7 separate regions of the Mus musculus genome follow, and regions 1, 2, 3, 4, 5 and 7 are each linked to region 6. A link is a contact called in public Hi-C and HiChIP or PLAC-seq data. All regions are on one chromosome and are shown on one strand. The core of a region is the stretch at or near the end of the contact, and the rest is flanking DNA. Distances in the headings are between cores, read along the strand shown. Region 1 has its middle 340 kb from the start of Gm20125. Region 2 overlaps Gm20125 (predicted gene, 20125). Region 3 has its middle 440 kb from the start of Gm20125. Region 4 overlaps Gm20125 (predicted gene, 20125). Region 5 has its middle 130 kb from the start of Gm20125. Region 6 has its middle 320 kb from the start of Gm23892. Region 7 has its middle 220 kb from the start of Gm20125.

The links. HiChIP or PLAC-seq counts read pairs in DNA pulled down with a chosen protein or histone mark. Hi-C and Micro-C count contacts between places; a contact is called where the count stands out from the background.
Region 1: a contact with region 6 is called in an H3K27ac HiChIP or PLAC-seq map of acute myeloid leukemia, with 6 times the contacts expected there. The contact joins two enhancer-like sites. A contact is called at or near these places in 1 of 15 datasets of contacts at CTCF or cohesin (large pre-B cells) and 1 of 115 datasets of contacts at active chromatin or transcription factors (acute myeloid leukemia).
Region 2: a contact with region 6 is called in an H3K27ac HiChIP or PLAC-seq map of the NIH/3T3 cell line, with 34 times the contacts expected there. The contact joins two enhancer-like sites. A contact is called at or near these places in 4 of 484 Hi-C or Micro-C datasets (the N1E-115 cell line, adipose-derived mesenchymal stem cells, tail fibroblasts and 1 more) and 2 of 115 datasets of contacts at active chromatin or transcription factors (the NIH/3T3 cell line and embryonic fibroblasts).
Region 3: a Hi-C map of bone marrow-derived macrophages shows a contact between it and region 6, with 8 read pairs. The contact joins two enhancer-like sites. A contact is called at or near these places in 1 of 484 Hi-C or Micro-C datasets (bone marrow-derived macrophages) and 1 of 115 datasets of contacts at active chromatin or transcription factors (acute myeloid leukemia).
Region 4: a contact with region 6 is called in a Hi-C map of cerebellar granule neurons, with 5 times the contacts expected there. The contact joins two enhancer-like sites. A contact is called at or near these places in 1 of 15 datasets of contacts at CTCF or cohesin (pro-B cells), 9 of 484 Hi-C or Micro-C datasets (adipose-derived mesenchymal stem cells, cerebellar granule neurons, cerebellum and 4 more) and 2 of 115 datasets of contacts at active chromatin or transcription factors (cardiomyocytes and large pre-B cells).
Region 5: a contact with region 6 is called in an SMC1A HiChIP or PLAC-seq map of large pre-B cells, with 15 times the contacts expected there. The contact joins two enhancer-like sites. A contact is called at or near these places in 1 of 15 datasets of contacts at CTCF or cohesin (large pre-B cells), 3 of 115 datasets of contacts at active chromatin or transcription factors (acute myeloid leukemia, differentiating embryonic stem cells and embryonic stem cells) and 2 of 9 other capture datasets (embryonic tail and embryonic trunk).
Region 7: a contact with region 6 is called in an H3K27ac HiChIP or PLAC-seq map of the NIH/3T3 cell line, with 36 times the contacts expected there. The contact joins two enhancer-like sites. A contact is called at or near these places in 5 of 484 Hi-C or Micro-C datasets (adipose-derived mesenchymal stem cells, embryonic fibroblasts, tail fibroblasts and 2 more) and 3 of 115 datasets of contacts at active chromatin or transcription factors (the NIH/3T3 cell line, acute myeloid leukemia and embryonic fibroblasts).

The regions. Positions count from the first base shown.
Region 1 is chr10:16,759,258-16,761,957 of GRCm38.p6, forward strand. No RefSeq gene overlaps it. Among named protein-coding and RNA genes, the nearest start is that of Gm20125, 340 kb to the right of the region's middle. Within about 2 kb of position 1,429, at least 2 of the 459 cell types and tissues checked have an H3K27ac peak or open chromatin away from gene starts, as enhancers often do.
Region 2 is chr10:17,011,321-17,014,020 of GRCm38.p6, forward strand. The region is part of intron 1 of Gm20125 (predicted gene, 20125); the gene reads right to left. Among named protein-coding and RNA genes, the nearest start is that of Gm20125, 83 kb to the right of the region's middle. Within about 2 kb of position 1,286, at least 75 of the 459 cell types and tissues checked have an H3K27ac peak or open chromatin away from gene starts, as enhancers often do. A contact at or near this core is called in the NIH/3T3 cell line, embryonic fibroblasts and tail fibroblasts, where this site is marked.
Region 3 is chr10:16,651,376-16,654,075 of GRCm38.p6, forward strand. No RefSeq gene overlaps it. Among named protein-coding and RNA genes, the nearest start is that of Gm20125, 440 kb to the right of the region's middle. Within about 2 kb of position 1,281, at least 39 of the 459 cell types and tissues checked have an H3K27ac peak or open chromatin away from gene starts, as enhancers often do. A contact at or near this core is called in bone marrow-derived macrophages, where this site is marked.
Region 4 is chr10:16,989,058-16,991,757 of GRCm38.p6, forward strand. It overlaps Gm20125 (predicted gene, 20125), which reads right to left. Exons shown (of 9, transcript NR_038020.1): 2 at 1,239-1,400; 3 at 563-682. Among named protein-coding and RNA genes, the nearest start is that of Gm20125, 110 kb to the right of the region's middle. Within about 2 kb of position 1,289, at least 35 of the 459 cell types and tissues checked have an H3K27ac peak or open chromatin away from gene starts, as enhancers often do. A contact at or near this core is called in cerebellar granule neurons, cerebellum and granulosa cells, where this site is marked.
Region 5 is chr10:17,221,798-17,224,497 of GRCm38.p6, forward strand. No RefSeq gene overlaps it. Among named protein-coding and RNA genes, the nearest start is that of Gm20125, 130 kb to the left of the region's middle. Within about 2 kb of position 1,449, at least 8 of the 459 cell types and tissues checked have an H3K27ac peak or open chromatin away from gene starts, as enhancers often do.
Region 6 is chr10:15,298,856-15,301,555 of GRCm38.p6, forward strand. No RefSeq gene overlaps it. Among named protein-coding and RNA genes, the nearest start is that of Gm23892, 320 kb to the left of the region's middle. Within about 2 kb of position 1,441, at least 70 of the 459 cell types and tissues checked have an H3K27ac peak or open chromatin away from gene starts, as enhancers often do. A contact at or near this core is called in the NIH/3T3 cell line, bone marrow-derived macrophages, cerebellar granule neurons and 4 more, where this site is marked.
Region 7 is chr10:16,872,924-16,875,623 of GRCm38.p6, forward strand. No RefSeq gene overlaps it. Among named protein-coding and RNA genes, the nearest start is that of Gm20125, 220 kb to the right of the region's middle. Within about 2 kb of position 1,393, at least 22 of the 459 cell types and tissues checked have an H3K27ac peak or open chromatin away from gene starts, as enhancers often do. A contact at or near this core is called in the NIH/3T3 cell line and tail fibroblasts, where this site is marked.

The DNA.
Region 1 (2,700 bases), core at 179-2,678, 1.5 Mb after region 6:
TAAAAATATTTTCTCATTCTATGGCTTGCTTCTTTATCTGAATGACAGTGTCCTTTTCTGTGCAAAAGCTTATCAGTTTCATGAGGTCCCATGTATTAATTGTTTGTCTTCATGCCTTCACTATTGCGGCTCTGTTCAGGAAGTCGTTTTAATGTCAATGAGTTCAAGGCTATCCAAACAGGTTGAGTGTACTTTGATGTACTTGTTCTCTTTGTAGTTGAATTTGTGCAGGTGTTAAGTAAGAATCTATTTGGATTCTTTTACATGCAGCTATCTCGTTTGACCATCACCATGTGCTGAAGATGTATTCCTCCAGAAGGTGCTTCTGGCTTTGTTATCAGAATCAGGTGTCTGTAGGTATGGACACCTGACTGGGCCTTTAATTTGATTCCATTTGCAACACACTAAATTCCATTGAAAAGCACATGAACCTCAGTTTTAAATTTTATTCAAAATTCTTGGAGTTAATGCTAATCATATTTAAATTTTTGTTTAACAATTGGTAGGTTTTTTTTTACTAACAATTGAGTTTTATGTAATATTATTTGGATTCCTTTACCTTTCTCTATCTATCTGTATCTCTCTGTGTATTTACTTGCATATGTGTGTGTGTGTGTGTGTGTATACATACATATGTGTGTATATATATATACATTTATATGTAACATATATTATCTACATTCATATATAGATATGCAATATATTGACATAAATAGACACATACATTTATATTGGTTCCTTCATGTATATACTTGTATTTAACCTCTATGCATATATATATCATAGTATAGATTCATATATATATATATGTGTGTGTGTACATATATATATGCATATATATTGTATATGACTTTCTGTTTGTACCTGTGAGCATCTTTATATGTACTATGTCTTCAGTATAAATGATTTTTAACTGGTAGTATAAATGCTCCATTTTTCTTTGAATATTCTGAGTTATTTATTTTACCCATAAACTTTAAGGTCAATTTATTAACATCCATTGATAAATACCTGCTGAAAATGTTACAGTTTAAAAAACTGCATTAAATACAGACACTAGTATAAGAAAAAGAGAGATCTCTAAATGTGTTTTCCTTTTCACTTAATAAGGATGATTTATTTTCAATTCTCCTTGCAGATGGTTTTGTATTTCTGTAAAACTATTCTCAAGAAGCATGACATTTTGAAATTTTTATTATTGTTATTTTTATTTTATTCCTATTATTGTTACTGGTACTAATGTTCTGCATTTATATATTGATTTGATCAAGATCTATAATTAGCTCTGAAAGTTTCATGCAAAGCTAGGGTTTTTTTTTTTTTTTCAGATAATCACTTTTCAGTGAATGATGGCAATTTTAGAGCATGTTTTCCTATATTAAGATCAGACTGTGTTGTAGTTCATTCAAGCGTTACAGGTCATGCTATGTGCACTGCTCTTATGATAGTCATAGCTGCAGTAAGTAATGTGAATTTATTTTCTACTTTCTTTGTGTGCTACATTTCTTGCTGTTTTATAGTGACTGGTTAGACCAATCCATAGATGATGGCCACATTTTAGTCCACATATTAAATACTTTCTGAGATTCCTAAATGTCTTGCTACATCATTTTAACCAAATTTCTTTATTTAGAGCTAGAGTGATGGTTCAGATATTAAGATCTCTTACTGATCTTACAGAAAACTGAGATCTGTTTCCAAATATCTACATGGTAACTTATGACTGCTTTTTCTATATCTAATTCAAAGTGATCCAATGCCCTTCTTTGAACTCCATGGACTCCTACATGCATATGGTGTGTGTGCATACACTTCAGCACATACATATGCCCTTTTATAAAAGATTTTATTTGGTTAAAAGAATTTCCAACTTTTCTCTTTTTCTGCCTTTCTGCATAAAGTTAAAATATTAATATTAATTTTTAGTACTAAACTTCTTTTAAATTTCTTAAGCTAACATTATGTTCTCACTTTTAATCTATAGTAAATCAGTTACCACACATGCACATGTGTGTGTGCATTGATTTCATTGTGTAGCTTAATAGGTTACACCAAATATTTTAATATATTGTCTTTATTGCTTTATTAGACAGTGAACACTTAAGTTTCTTATTGTTCTTGCCTCCTGTGAACAGTCCTGCAGTGAAGATTGGAATGCAGATGTCTTTGTTATGAAGTGATTTCATTTTCTTTATACATTTACCCATTGTTCCTGTTTCTGAGTTGGTTGGCAATTCTGGTTTTTAGTTCTGATGGTTCTCCATCTTATTTTCAATACTGGAGACAATAATGTATGTCCCAATCAATGGTACACATTGTTCCCTTTAGTCAAAAAAAACTTTAGTATATTCAGTAATTGTTACTCACAACATGGTATTGAGTTGTTGTGTTAGGGTTTTGGTCTTTCTGCCCTACTGGTTAATGATCATGAGCACTTTACCCACATACTTGTTGATCCTCTAAGTTGTCATAAGCATCATGATTGTCATTATTGTTTTTATTGTCATTATTGATAATTTGCTTTGTGATCTTTTAGTTCTTTCTATATAACAGACATCAATATTTTGTCAAGCACAGATTTTGAAAATGTTCTTTCCAATTCCATTGCTGGCAATCCATCCTGTTGCCTAGTTCCTGTGCTGTGTACAAGTCTTAATGTAACCTCAGTTGTCCATTATTAATTTCATGGCCTGTGACTTT
Region 2 (2,700 bases), core at 36-2,535, 1.7 Mb after region 6:
ATTTTTAAAAAGAAACCAGAACTAGATACTGTCAACAGTCTGTGTAGCCCACTCCTGGAATTTGAATACATTAGTTTTGAGAAGTTTTCTACTTTTTTTTCTGTAAAATATCTTTGGTTATGTTGCTGTCTTTATTTTATATTCTGTTGTCTTTATAAGACATGGTGGCAGAAATTGCTGGTTTTGCATAGTGGGGTTTCCTATGGAATACATCCTTTGTGTTTAAAGAGAAAGGAAGAAAGTATCTGTCTCCTAGTAACATGTATTTCCACTCCTCCATTCCTTCCATCGCTCCAGAGCAATTCCTTCTCTTGAACTCCATTTATTGAGAATTGCATTGGTTTGAGCAGGCATCTAATCTCTTTAGAGTGTTAAAGCTTCTATGTCTAGTGTTCCTTCCAGAACAGGCAAAGATCTTACATGCTCTTGACTTCATGATGAACTTGCATGGGTAATTTAGAATACATGTTACCTAGAAAGCATGTTAGATTTAGTTAAATGAACTAAATTTGCCTTAAAGTCCTAAATCCCAAAAGTTTCTACAGAGCTCAGCCTTTCTCTCCATGTCTGCGTTGTGAAAGAGCTGAGCCTGGCTTGACCACTGAGGACTAGAACATGCTATGCTACACAAAGGTCTGTATTCCCAAGGCTGGCATCAGGGTGATGACAGGAGAGCTGCTGATGTACAAAATGACTCTGTTTACCATAGTAATTGGCTCTTCACAGGCTAGAGGAAGCCAGGTCTGAAACACAGCCAAGTAGGGTTTTTCCCCTACTGAGGTCTCAGAAATTCCCAGTAAATATTGAAACAAAAACTAAATGGTCTTGTTACCTTGCACACTGGTGTTTATTTATGGCACATTTGCTATACCTTTATGAAGTTAGCAAGGACCTTTGAAGTATGCTTTTGTCAAATGGCCAGTGTCTTCAAATATTAGAACCCATTGCACGAGTGAGCCCAGACTGACTAAGCAGGCATCTGTCCAAACACTAGAGATCTTTAAGACAAAAGTCATCAGCCATTCCATTTAATATTTTGATTTTGCACACTAATCAGAGCATATGGGAGGAGTCCAGACTAGATAACCTTCCAACTTAGAGATTCCATTGATCCATTTTTCACATATCTTCATCATGCAAGTATTCCAAAAACAAAGAAACAAGAGAAATTCAGAAACTGTTGTGATTTGATGTTTTTCTCTCTGCCCCTCTCCTTTCTCCTCCCCCTCTCTGGCGGCTCCCTCTCCCTCCCTCTCCCTCCCTCTACTCATCCTACTCCCAAATATGGTGCAATAAGAAATTCCTTTACTGAGGCTACAGAGTAGTTAGTCATTGCGAGTCATGTTTTTAAAGGCTCCACTCACTGACGAAAACAAGTGATATGAAATGCTGAAGAAACCTCAGGGGCATTCCAAGCATTTATGGACAAAAAGTCAAGACTTGTGGTATTTTCCTCCAAGATGCATGTGAGCTGAATCAAAGAGACAGAAGAATTTAACCTTCAAACTTTCAAGACAAAAACAAATGCCTCCTGTTGTTGCCAGTCTCTGAGCTTGGTAATACTGAAGAAGCATAAATCTGTGTAAGACCTCATTATCTTATCTAAACCTTTAATGTGGTTTCCAAACAGCCCTTTCTAATCCTGTTTCAGAAGGCCTTTATTCAGGTACTAGCTTAAGCTTCTAAGGGCCCTATTCTGCTTCTGTCACATCTCTGCATAAAAATATCATTAGCTTTCTTTGGCTTAATTAAGTGCCTAATATTAATATGTATAAAACAGCTTTACTAATTTGTAGCTTTATTTTCTGTGATATCCCCATATATTTCTACCGTCTAATGTCTTTAAATCTTGTCACTGAGGACATGAAAGTTTAAGTGTTTGTTGTTATGGATTGTTCTGTGCCTGGAAGAACCTTTAATAGACTACCAGACCTCTACTCCATAGCTGCCAGTAGCACCTCAAAACAAGTAGAATAATATCTGTCAACCCAAACCACATCCAAACATGACATAGTTGTTCCTAAGAAGCAATAAACAACCAACAAGGAGGGTGAGAAGCAAAAGGGTATTATTTACACTTCCAAAGCCTTTAGTATGATATATATATGTGTGTGTGTGTGTATATATATATATATATATATATATGTGTGTGTGTGTGTGTGTGTGTGTGTGTATGTATATATATATGTATATATATGTGTATATATATATTTGTTTATATATGTGTGTGTATATATATATATTGTTACTAGCAGGTGCTTCTCAAATACACCCAACTTTCCGTCCATACCATTTAGTGTCTCACACACATATTTCAGGACATCTAGGGCTTCTTCCACAAAATCTTCCACACCTAACTCTGTACAAATTAGTCATTTATTCTCTTTGGACTTCTAGGATTTACAGGGATCTATGTAGCCATTTCTGTTTGAAATGATCTGATTGGTTACAGAGTCCTAAGAGTTATAAAGCCATGAGCCATAGAATTCACACAATAGGTTCAGACCTTGCCCTGTGCATCAGGACCAGAGTTCTGAGCAACATTAAGTGCCCAATCCAACTCACAACTGCAGGGTGTGGAAGAGGTGATAATAAATGGCTAGTTTTTTAATACACAATTAACAGAAAGAAAGAAACAAGTAGAATAATATCTGTACCTAGAAACTATTTTTACAGAGAAATTGGGTGTATCTCTGACAT
Region 3 (2,700 bases), core at 31-2,530, 1.4 Mb after region 6:
AGAAACAAGAATAGACAGAACTGAATGGATACATAAGCAAAAATATAGCATAATCATATCATCATCATCATTGTTATTTAATCTTTTTCTATACAGTCCAATCATTATCCCCCTCCTGATCTGCCTTTCGACAGTTTCTCATCCCATTCCTCTTCCCCTGTCTCCCAAAGGATGTCCCTACCTCTTCCCTTCACCAGACTTCCTAATTCCCTGAGGCCTCAAGTCTCTTGAGGGATAGGAGCATCTTCTCTCACTGAGACCAGACCAGGCAGTCCTTTGCTTTATATGTTTCATGGGCTTCATGTCAGCTGGAGTATGCTGCCTGGTTGATGGCTCAGTATCTGAGAGATCTTGAGAGTCCAGGTTAGTTGAGAATGCTGGTGTTCAGATGGGGTCACTCTCCTCCTCAGATTTTTCCAGCTTTTCTCTAATTCAACCACAGGGGTTCCCGACTTCTGTCCATTGGTTGGGTATAAGTATCTGCATCTGACTTTCAGCTGCTTATTGGGCCTCTCGGAGGGCAGCCATGCTAGACTCCTGTCTGTAAGCACACCATAGCATCAGTAATAGTGTCAGGTGTTAGAGCCTCCCCTTGTGCTGGGTCCATCTCTATATCTACAATAGCTACTTGTGAGGTTGTAAAGGATACAGTGAATCTCAATAGAACTACCAGTCCATATGATCAAATTAACTTAATTATATTCTCTACCAACCTCCCATCTCTCATATACACATGAGGATGTCAGAGAAAAAGGAACAGTAGTCTACCAACTAGGTCTTCAAACTCAGATCATCAAGCTTGATGTTCAGTACTTAAACCCACTGAACAATCTCACAAATACTGCAATTCCTTTTTTTAAGAAGAATTACTTCATTGTGTGTCAAGATCAAGTGTAGCATGATACATATTGCTCAGTGCACCTGGCAAGGTATGCACACACACACACACACACACACACACACACACACACACACACGTTAGAGTCAACAGAACAACCTGAAGAAGTCTGCTCTCTTTCTAACATGATAACTCAGGGTCAGCAGGCTTGGCCGCAAGCTCCCATACCTGTTGAGTCATCTCACGTTCCTCTATTTAACTTTTCTGGAAAATTTCATTCCAAACAAGTATCTGTTAATTCTTAAACTCATGTGGAGCTTTCAGCAACATTAACAGTTTTCTACATGTAAAACGCCATTATGTAACAAACATAAACAAACAGGAACTCTCCACAAATGCTTCTAGAAAGAGGAAGTGAAAGAGATCCTTCCTACTGCATTCTGTGAGCTTAGCATTTTCCTAACATCCGATTCAGAGACAGATGATCAAGAAAGGAAACCACAGACCCACAGTTCATATGAAGATAGGAAAAATTAAACTAATGAAATTGTAAGTCAAATTTTGTCACCAGAAACTTCCAGCCATGGATTAGCAAATAAAAAATCTCAAAACGTACAATAAGAATTCTGCAGCACTGTACAGATAGAACCATTTAAGTATACACATTGGCACAACATTTGAAAATCTAGCATTTCTATATCAACAGACTGAATAAAGTAAAACTATGATCACACTAACTGATACAAAAATGCCTTTGACAATACCCAGTGCACATTTACTATGAAAAATCATTAGCACACCAGGTGTAGTGAAGACATCTTTAAATAGGGCAAGAAAAAGAATTTAAAAAACCTATAACAATCACTGATCCCACCCTTGACACTCAGTAATGAAGCAAAAACCTTGCCAGTTCCCTGATCACATCCAATTGAATTGTCAAGCTCAAGAGAGGTACTACCATACCACAAGGAGAAATGATAAAATCAAGCTAAATAGACCTCTAATCCCAGCACTTCAAAGGTGGAAACAGAAGAGTCATGATTTCAACATAAATCTCCAGTTCACAGCATGTTTCAGGGAAGTCTGGACTCTATAAAGCCTGTCTCTAACAAAATAAAATGTTTAAAATGTGTGAAGATGAAAATATTTAAAGAATTTAAAGGGGTTGTTTGTGGCAACATGCGACGGTAACCACTGAACTCTGGAGGCTGTGCTGGAATAATTAGAAGTTTTCCTGAAACTCCAGACATATAGAGAATTATTGGACTCCTGAGCTATGTAAAATGCATGGGCACAGGAGAGCAACCATATTCTCAGGGGTACGACTCATGTTGATGTGGACAATTCTAACTCAAACCATTGGATCACAAAAACAAAAAGGAAAAAAGATAAACAAAAAAACCAAGGAAGTAGAAGTGAAATTTAGGAAGAAGAGATTTGCCAGCAGAGGATGTTAGATAAGAGATAATATAGAGATCTTGGGTCCCGGATCCCTCAGAGACTAGTCTGCACAGAAAAGAGTACAGAATACAGAAGCTACACAACTTCTGGGACAGGTAGAAGAAACACAGCTTCTGGGACAGACCCTGTTCCAGGCCTTCATCTTCAGCCAGGAGGCAGGTCCTAACACCAGATATCTGTGCACCTTCCCTGCAAGAGGAGAGCTTGCCTGCAGACAGTACTCTGACCACTGAAACTCAGGAGAGAGCTAGACTGCCAGGTTTGCTGATAGAGGGAACAGAATCACAGGAGGAATAAGCTCCAACCAGAGACAACTATAACAATGAACTCCAGAGATTACCAGATGGCAAAAGGCAAATGTAAGAATCTTACTAACAGAAACCAAGACCACTCACTATCAT
Region 4 (2,700 bases), core at 39-2,538, 1.7 Mb after region 6:
TATATTATTTTCCTATTATAGCCGTCATGAATGATAGCAACATTTGCAATTATCTTTACTAGGTGACATATCCCTATACAACAATGATTTTAGACATTAAAATTTGTGGCTGTAATGATTCTCCACTTTTCTTGCTTCTCTCAGTGTATCTAGTTATACCATAATTTACAATTACAATACTTTTAGGTCCTCATTCTTGTTTCTATTTTGATTGTGTGTGTGTGTGTGTGTGTGTGTGTGTGTGTGTGTGTGTGTGTGTAGATAGATAGGTAGATAGATAGATAGATAGATAGATAGATAGATAGATAGATAGATAGATGGATTCTAATTCATATTGTAGATGGTATTCCTTCTTCAAAGTCTTATTTAGCAAGCATGGTTTTCAGAATTTAGATATTAAACCCCAGTGTGTGTGTGTGTGTTCAGATATTATATATTTCATTCAAATGGAAAAAAAACATATTTGTTAATCTTAAGCCATGAAAACAATGTCTAGCCTTGTCTTTTTTTCTTTGATAATTGGGATTTATTTTATGTGGTTTTGCTGTGTGTGTCTACTGACCTCTCATCGTATTTCATGAAAAGTTGAAGTTGAAATCCTTCCCAGAAAGTGGTAAATGTCTTTAACTGGAGACAAAAGAAGGAAGCATTTGGGAATGCAGAAGAACTTGTGTACTCAAGGCTGTGGAAACAGGAACAGGATGGACAACAGGCAAGGTATTAAAAATGCATGTCATTATAAGGAAGTCTGAACAAAATTATTTGACATTCTCTTCTACAACCCTTGTGTTTTTAAGATTCTGCTAACTTAGAAGATCTAAAAATATAAGCCAAAGAACAAAGAGGAAACTTAGAATTATATACTCAAAAATCAGACAGAAGAAAATCATATGACTGCCTTGCAAAGGATATGTTATTGTCTTATTATTTTTTTAATGTCAATTTCCTTGCATACTGAATCAACTGACTAGCATCTGTTGTAGAAATATCATAGAGATATTACAAACAAAAGTACAGACTCAGGCAGATACTGTTAATCTCTAGGTTTTCTCTCACTCCGTTTGCTTTGTGTCTTTCATTTCCTTTAAATTTAGAAATTAAGACCCGTCTTTGCAATTATTAAATGATTAAAATAATTTTTATTCTTTTATATCAGCACTATATAACAGGCATGAATATACAAGAAATTTTGAGTACTTATCACAAAACAAAACACAGTCCTCCCTCTCCTGAGTCACCTTGTACTTGAGCTGACAGATTGAGTCACAGTGAGACATGATGCTTTATGGTTTTGTTGGCCAGACTTCCATCTGCATGACTGTTTGTGGTATAAGAATATCCCTGCCTTGGCCACTGTTCTTTTCAGCACAGCTTTACTTGTTCAGTGCCCTTTAGTTAACCTTGAGACAAAACACAAAAAGTCAGTCTCAGGCATTTTGCCTTTTACCAAATAAAACTCCATTAAATATGTGCATGCTTGTGTGTGTGTGTGTGTGTGTGTGTGTGTGTGTGTGTGTACAACTGGAATAGCCGAGGAGTATTGCCAAAAGGAAAAGTCACAAGTTTGAACAGCAAGTGTCTTTGACTTATTGCTGTGATTATTCTAATTGCTCATCTACTTGGTGGGAGGCTGCAGGAAGCTGTTTTGAAGTAATCAAGCTGAGATGGGCCCTTCTATTTATAATAGTTCTGAAAATTCTTATCCCCCTAAAGACTTAATTGCATTTTTCTTTAAAAAATAGATTCACTGTTGTTTCTTCTTGCCATTTTTGTTGCTTAAATTCAATAATAAATATTTGATAGTTTCTTAGTTATTATACAAATAAGCATAAATTATCTTTCATTTGGTAGATTAAACAAAAAGCACTCAACATCCATTAAGAAATCTGAAGTGCAATAGAAACCCTCTATAATATATCAATACTCTGTAAGCAATCTCTAGAAGAGAACAGTTAGATGCATATCACCCATGTGAATACATTTCTTTCTTGAGAAAAGACAGTTGTGTTTTTTTCCAGCTTTAGATCAATATTGCATCAGTATTCTATTGTCATGATTGGTATTATTAGATGACAGAAAAGTACAGAATCAGCAGGAATTAGCACCTTGTTGCTACTTAACCCTATGTTGAGAACCTCTTTGTTCCCCAGTGTTGTGATTTGCTCAAGGCAACTGCTAGATCTCTCAAGCACACACAAAAAACCAGCACTTCTGCCACTTCTTAACTTTTTATCTGGGGATTTTCCAGCCAGAGTCTAGCATTCTGTTTCAGTTGGCTACTAATAGTTATTTTAGAATTTTTGTGGAAATTAAATAACTAAAATCCCTAATAACCATCCATAAAATAGACACTAAAATTTACAGTGATTTTACTTTTGCTCAAATTCTACACAGAAAGTACATCTTAAATTTGTCTAAAAAGCATGTTTGGACTATGGGACTCTCTTCTCTGCCTCCCATCTACCCTCTGTCTTTAACTCTTCTCTAGCTATGCAGGTATTAACAAAGCCAATGATATGAACTCATTTTATGAAATGTTTCTATGCAAACATGTAGCTAAGTTCCTAAGATAATATCATAGAACATGAAACCCTGGAACCTGGAGTATCCTAAGAGTTACCAGGTCTCACTCCTTGGTTTTGCCAAAGAGGGCACTATAATCTGAACTTTTAATTTGCTTACTGAAAAGCACAGAGTGGC
Region 5 (2,700 bases), core at 199-2,698, 1.9 Mb after region 6:
CTGCATTCATTGGCTGTTGGCTTCCTTTCATCTTCAAAGCCAAGATCTCATCATCCTGACCCCTATATTCATATTACAACTTCTTCCCTGACGCTGAGGCACCCGTCCTCCCTGATTCACATAGAAGACCCTGTGATTATAATGACCTATTTCCCAGAGATAATGTAAGAAAACTTCATTTTAACTGAGTGGCAACCTCAGTTCCCCCTTCCTATCTTAACACTGCACGTTCATATGGTCCAGGGAATAGAAAGAAGACATTGTTCCATTGAGTACAAAGTCCATGAGTATTAAAATTTGAACTAGCTGAATAAAGTCACTCTAAGTCCTAGACTCTTAACACAGAACATAGACTATCTGCAGTGTGTGTGTGTGTGTGTGTGTGTGTGTGTGTGTGTGTGTGTGTGCTCGCTGTTCTTCTTCTTGATCTTTCATTTTATTTTGCCTTTTTGCTGGTACTTGGGATTGATTCCAGGCTATCTCATATGCTAGAAAGCACTTCTCAACTGAATTAAAACCCACTTCTTCTTTAGAATTCTTTTTAATGTTTAAGATTGAGATAAGTTGCCTAGGCAGTTCTTAAACTCACTGTGGCTTTCATGGACCTTGAGCTTGTAGTCCTTCTGCCTCAGCCTCCCAGATAGCTTGGATTATAAATAATGATCACCAGGCAGAGCACTCTGTGTCTTATCTTAAAGAAGCAGCGCTCTGCTCCATTGACGGTTCAGGAAATCTTTCAGTTGTATCAATAATAAATGTTGGAAACAAATAAATTAGGCAAAAAAAAAAAAAAAACCCCAAAAAACCAAAAAGCCACATTGGCAAATATCCTTCACCTACTTCTACAGCTCCTTCAGGTTAGAAATAGAGTTTGGTATTTTGTTTCAGTTTGGGAAATCCTAGCTTACAAAAAGTGCTATAAACTCATGTTCTGAGTTGCATGCGGTAAATACGTGATCCTCAAAACCTTCAATACTACTACACAGTCAGACTCTGACAAATCATCCAAGATACAGTATTCAAAAAGAACAAGGCAGTTGGCAAGTACAGAGGCTGGTAGGAGACTATTTGAAACTATACTAAGCATTTGAACAGCTCTGGATTGATCAGTTCTTCCAGAAGATAACTGTATCTTCTAGGGTAATGAAGAGAATGGCCAACATAGAAACTGATAACTGAACACAACTTTGCCCGCAAGTTAAATACCTCTTCACCTACTGGGCCTACATTTCCACACCTGTGTTTAGAGTAAGCTGAAAACTGAAAATAGTCAGTTACTACAGGCAACTGTTCTCAGCACATAACACATGGTGTATGTGTGTGTGAATGCCCTCTGAGCCAGCGTTATTATGCTGTAAATGATTCCTTCTCCCACCTTAATTGAGAGGCCTACCTTCAATATATCTAGCCTGTGATCTAAAGACTACAGCTATTGCCCCTTGACTTCCCTCTTTATAGACGCTGTAGGTCTGTCAAGACAATATTTCCCCTTTCTGCTATAAATCTAAGAGTTGGAGTTCCACTTGAAAAATAAGTTTATCTAGTGATCATCTGAGGAGGCTGACAAGTATCGAGTCAGAAAACTACTACCCCACTGTAAGTTGCTACCATGGTGGGAACTACTTGGAAGTCGAAGATGCAGCTGTTACTGTCCCATTTCCTGAGAACCTCCCTCAAGAGTACAGCTAGGAAGCCCTTGTGAGGGCTCACGGGGATCAGTGAAGACTGGCCAAATCATTGTTCTACAGGGAATTGAAATTAGGTCCCCAAATGGCTCTGTAGGGGAATATTCAGTTAAAGTAACAGCACACAGTAGATCTATATCCAAGCACACATTTGCCTCATTTGCATATATTGAAATGTGCATATAATATTTAAAAATTAATTTCCTGTTTTTGCCAGGTGCAAAAACTGGCACCATGGTTATGAATTCTGAAATATAAACAGCTAGTAGTACAAACGACTCCTCAAGAAGGTCTTGATTTTACTAAAATGTTTCCAGTGTTTTTAGCTCTCATAATTATATTATATCATGATTATAGAGTAGGAGTATCTAACACACTCATCACTTTATCAGGTTTTACTGAGAATCCATGGGTCTGTTATTATGAATCAGCCAGCTGTCAGGATCTGTTTTGGCTTCAAATGTCAAGGGTTCATCACGACAAGTTCTAACAATGATTATTACAAAGATAATCCAGAATTTAATTTTTTTAAATATAAAATTTGCCTAATTTAAATAACTTTTAAATTAGTATCTTACCCTAGCATGCAATTTTCAGACTTAAAAAGATATACCACAGAGTTTAAGGCCAGGGTGAACTGGTCCATGTGTGTCTGTAACCACATGAGCCAATCCTTCTCATTAGCTAATGATCTAGTAGAGTAAATCAAATTAAATTCAGAGACAAGATACTGAAGAAGCCTAAACAAAGGTTGAGAAACCCAAGGGCTTAAGATTTGAGTACAAAAGCCCCCAAATTAGCTAAGAAAACAATATTTATGAGCTGAAGTGAAGAGATCTAATCTTCAAATAATAATTTAGTACATTAAATTCTAAATGGTTAGCCACATCTAACTCTCTGCCTATTTTCTTGTCTCCACTCGTTTGAAACTCTTCTAATCCAAAGTCTTGACTCATCTTCCAATCTGAGTTTGCCATTTTGGCATCTTACTGTGAGACTCTGTAGATCCTCTCTG
Region 6 (2,700 bases), core at 191-2,690:
GCTTAGTGGAGAGGCTCTAACTTTACTCGCTAAGTAATGATGAATAAGTAATCACATTGTTTAGAATATAACAAGTTATTTTATTTGTAAAGGTTTTACTTTTATTCATATATGTATGTATATGTATATGATTATGTATGTAGGTGCCTGTGGAGACCAGAAGAAGCCTCCTGGAGCTGAAATTACAGAGTCAGTAAATAGCAGCCTTCTATAGCTTCTAGGAACAGAACTCCAGACCTCTAGAAGAGCAGCAGGTGCTCTTAACTGTGAGACCATCTCTCTAGTCCCATAGTGTGAGTTTTTGTGAAACATTTATATCAAACATTTAATCATACTTACTTTATAGGTATAAGCAGGGTCTAAATAGGTTCTCGTTAAACAGTAGGGATTTAAGGAGTTCTTATGAATAATTGAATAATAATGAAACATTTCCCCCCATTTTTAGATGTAATATTATACTAATCCATAGATTTGACATTAAAAAGGTCATAATACATTAAACCACTGCAAGTGAACATATCACACTGAAAACTTTATTGAAATGATTGTTTGTGATTCTTATTGTTCACATCCTGATCCCTGTATTAACTGCCCTCTGCACCCAGACATTTCCTTTGTTTTATGCATGGGAAGGAAGGCCAGGCTGAGCAGCACATATCTGCCTTAATGGACAGAGGAGGAGCCTGCCTACCCTGGTGCCTGGGCACATGAGTGCCTTTTTATCCCCTTTCCTCCTCGGGTCTTAATTAGCATCGGTGATTCAGGCTGGCTACATTTTTCATCCAAGTTTTTCTTTCAAGTTACGAATCAATAACTCGTTAATGAAGCCAGAAGAGAGAGAGAGAGAGAGAGAGAGAGAGAGAGAGAGAGAGAGAGAGAGAACACGAAGCATTCTTAAACGTCTACTACCACTCCCAGAAGCAAACCAACAAGCCTGGAGCTTCAGAGAAATCATTCAGCTAGCAAAACTGTGTGGTTGCTGGGAGGGAGGGTAATTGATTTAGTGAGGAGGATTGTAAGACCTTTAAGTATTCAGTTCAACACATAGTATATCAAATGTTGCTTTCAGTAGTATTAATATTTGCATTATGATTTTCAATTTCATCTTCATGAAATGTCATATAATACAGTCTTAATAAAATGCTTCTAAAGCTACCGTACATCGGAGGAGGCATTAATTCAACTTTCTCTAGATGAAGTTGTTTAGAAAAACATTACGCCTTAGACCTTCCGAAGAAGCTGAGTGGTGGTGGGGGGTGGGGAGGAGGCTGATCGTTAGCATTCATGCAGATACCAGAGAAGGTCATTTGCACTTCTGTGCCAGACCTTTCAAAAATAAAGTAAAAAAAAAAAAAAAAGGTCAGGTCTCAGCTCACAGTTCAGAGAACTGACCACTAGGTGGCAGAAGCGCTCCTTCTGCTAACTCAGCCTCTCCTGGTGTGGGCTGTAATTAGGTCAGTGTAAGTTAAAGTAGGGCTGAGAGATGAATAAAGTAGATTTTCTCCTCTAGAACACACTGCAGTTTAATTTCACTTCTTTCTACAGTGTGCGATGAAGGTGGACTTAACTTTTAAAGGCAAAGAGACAAACCACTGCCAGGATAAATGAGAAGACGCAGAGGGGGCAACTGGCACCACACAGGAGAGGAAATGCTTTCTGGCTGGTTCCTAATTTTCATATCCGGGTTATCGTCAGAAATCATTTTCAGAGGTAAGGTAATGAATGCTTTATGTAAGGAAGAGGTGACTTCTGAAGCCCAAAGGGGTGGGCTTGCTGGTGTTCAAAAATCCATTCCCTTTATTGATGATCCGTGCAATAAAGCTATTTTCTTTGATGATGTTTCATTTATTTATTTATTTATTTATTTATTTATTTATTTATTTATTTATCTAATTTTGTCAGCAGCCAGAAACATGTTAATCTGAGGAAAAGCTCCACACCCCCACACAGACTTCCCTTTCCTGGCGAGTGTGCCAAGGAGGAAGAGCTGCTGAAGGTGAAAGTTGAAACCTCCTGCTCTTGTCTTGGTGGCTCTGGGGAGGACAGAAAGACCTCAGCACATGAATCTAGCTCTAGCATTAAAACTGCAGCAGGCCACCATGGAGTGGTGTCCCCCAAAAGCATCTGGCTGCTGTGTTCACTTACATGAGGAACAGCAGAAAATGTGAACAATCACAGGGAAAATGTATCCTTTACCCAGCCCCAGCCGTTGACCATAGCATTGAATGTGTGCAAGGTCGGCTTCTGTTCTTTGTTTTTGCCTTTAAGAAAATAGGGGAAAATAGGGTTTAAGTTAGACATACGCTAGGTAGAAATGTTTCCTGATTCTAGATTCTCTATAGTTTGAGAGTATCTAGCTGAATGCAGTGTTGTTCCTTTAGATTACAGATTGTGTCACAGGTAGTTCCAAACTCAAAGACAGAGGAAGGGCAGTTGGTGACATAATTAAAAAAAAAAAAAAAAAAGAAAAGAAAAAAGTAAAGAAAAGGCACACACTGTATAATGGTCAATGAGAAGATGAGGTGAGCACAAAGCTGTGTCTCTGACAAACTGAGATTCCCCAGATAATTTCTGGGTTTTCAGATATGATTCTAAGATAATTCCCCAGCATTGCCCAGTTGTTAGTGTCGGTGCTACCCCCAAATTTCTTCTGCCTATTTGTCAGTACCTCATGCCTGTACACGCTGCTATCTGTACTGC
Region 7 (2,700 bases), core at 143-2,642, 1.6 Mb after region 6:
TAGATAGATAGATAGACTGACCAAGGAAGTTCAAAAGATATTCTGAAGCACAAAGCAGCTTTTGTTGATCTATCATGTAAAAGCTATTGTATATAACTTATAAAATCAATATGCAATTACATGTATTTTGCAATCAAATTTTCTAAGAAATTGTCAGATTGCTTCAGAAAGGAAGGACACCCAATAGAGTTCTAAAGAATGGCTTGATTGCTTATAAAACCAGTACCTGCTTTTATAGCTCCACTTGTAGGTTGCAGTTTATTATACAAAGATATGATGATCTCAAGAGTTTGGATTCTCATATATAAAATTCATACATACAATCAAGATAATTTCTATGTTCAGTCAGAACAATGATATTTATTTACTTTATTAAGAGCATTAACTATAAAGTACAATAGATTCAGAAAAGGATAGAGAAAATGTAGTATAGTTGTAAAAAAATATATTAATTCAAGGAATTTTAGTTGAAATGCCTGTTCTTTCAATGTATTCTTTGTAGGAGACATGTGGCCAAAAAGCAGATAATGGCTCAGTGTGAGACTGAAACATTTAACACCTCCTAGCTTCATCTTGCTGTGAAACCAGTGTAGCCTAAGTCTTTTCATGAACTGTTTGAAACTACACATATGTACAGAGCTAATGTCATTGCAGTTTCAAATCTAGATTATGAAAAGCGACAACTTTATGTTTCAAGGGACTTTTAATCACAAAATTATCTGCCTATGTCATTATATGGTGGTCCTTTAAGATATTCAAAATTACTCTATTTAAAATATACATACACAGTTAATCACATTTTCAAAATATTATATTATTGACTATTGATATTATCTTCAATTTTTTAAAAAAGTCTTTTAAATACAAGAAAGTACAAAATGACTGAACTCTGTGAATACTTCCTATCAGAAATATTTCCAGGGAAACCTTGTAAACTTTCATTCCCATTGGGTTTTGATCTGTTGTATTTGAAAATAAGTCATCCTGAAGGCTACAGACTAAGAACAAACACAAAGGACGCAACAGAAATGCTTACACATTCCCAAAAAAGACTTTTCCAGTTGAAATTGACAGTGGCATCATCATGATTCAGGATTGGGAAATAAAACTCACAGGAAAGTTGTTAAGGATGCTGAAGTTGAGCATGCAACCTTATTCCTAATGGCAAAGTGAAAGACAACTTGGGCTACTTTTGACAAACACATCATTTCAATGATTCAAAGCTGAAAATATTCAGGATGAAATACCCATGGAAAGTTCACATAACTAAAAAAGAATCCAAATGTGGGGATATTTGCATCGCTAAAATTTCATTCAGTTTGTAACTAGGGTTGGGAATAGAATGCAGAATGTTAAACTGGACATCCAGACGTCATTGCTAACCACAGACTTGCATTCTTCTGCTATTTATACCCTTTGTTTACTTTTTGCATTTCCTCAGCTGGGATGGGGACTTTCTGCTTCAAGTCAATTTCACTCTTATTTTTGGCACAAAGAGTACATTTTCCCAGTACTTCTGGAAAATGTTACATCTAACAAATTCTTTGCAAAGAAATGATGGAAACAATTCTACTGAGATTTAATAAATTCCGTGATACCTGTTACCATTGACCCAAGGGATGCTTGCTCTTAAAAATATGTTTCAATTTCCACTAAAATGTCAGGAGTAATAAACAATCCTCTGCCTCTCTCACCCCAGGTCCAATGTGACCAATATGACCATCCAACTATAGTATCCCAGTCTCCCACCCCTGTCCAATGTGACCATCCAACTATAGTATCCCAGTCTTTACAATATACATGATCTTCATGATTAGCCTGGCAACAGCTCATCTATACTCCTGCTTCCCCTTAGTTTTCTGAATGATTTATTGAGAAATTCTGTCAATATTCTAACCAGAAGAACGTAATTCTGGCCCCCAATGATTGCAATTAACTCCAGTCTTCTGTCAGCCGTAATTTTCGTTTAGTGTTTAATTATATCTATTTTGTTTAATCCCAATTTTGAAAATTGTTAGTCTACAATTACTTTTCAAAAACCACCAAAATGTATGATACCTTGCTTATAAAAGTTATAGTGCTTTTGGATTAAGCACTGTCCATTAAAGGAGAGTCTAAGAATTAATTTCCAGATCAATATTCCTCCAACACCTTTATTAATTATGTTTGCAAAAAGAAGTGGCCCAATTAAAATTCTAGTGTTTGCTGTGAGGAGATGAACTAGTATTCTTATCATCAATGACCCATCCAGGACATTTTTATTTCTGTGGAGCTCAAGTTTTTAAAATTTCCATACCAGATAGCCAAATTTAAAAAAAAAAAAATAGAAGTTATAAATACAGCTTAAAGAGGAAGGAAAAGCTACTTCCTTCCTTTCAGTTTGGCCTTGAACATATTACAGCAGATTATTCTGCCTCCTCTATAGAAAGGCTTCTGTGGTTTAAAAAAGAAGCAAAAAAGAAAAGAAAAGAAAGGAAGACAGACAGACAGAAAAGACCCACACCTTTCCCTAAACTGCACTGAGCACATTGTTCACCAGTATCTCCAATAAACAATTTATACCTCAAAAAAGTAGTTTTTCCATAGTTTCTCCTCTTAGTAGAAAAGTTAAAATCATCTTATATCCTACAAACATTATGACTGACAAGGTTTGTGTCTTTATAATGAAAAATGCCTGGGACCACTGCCATCAATACTATA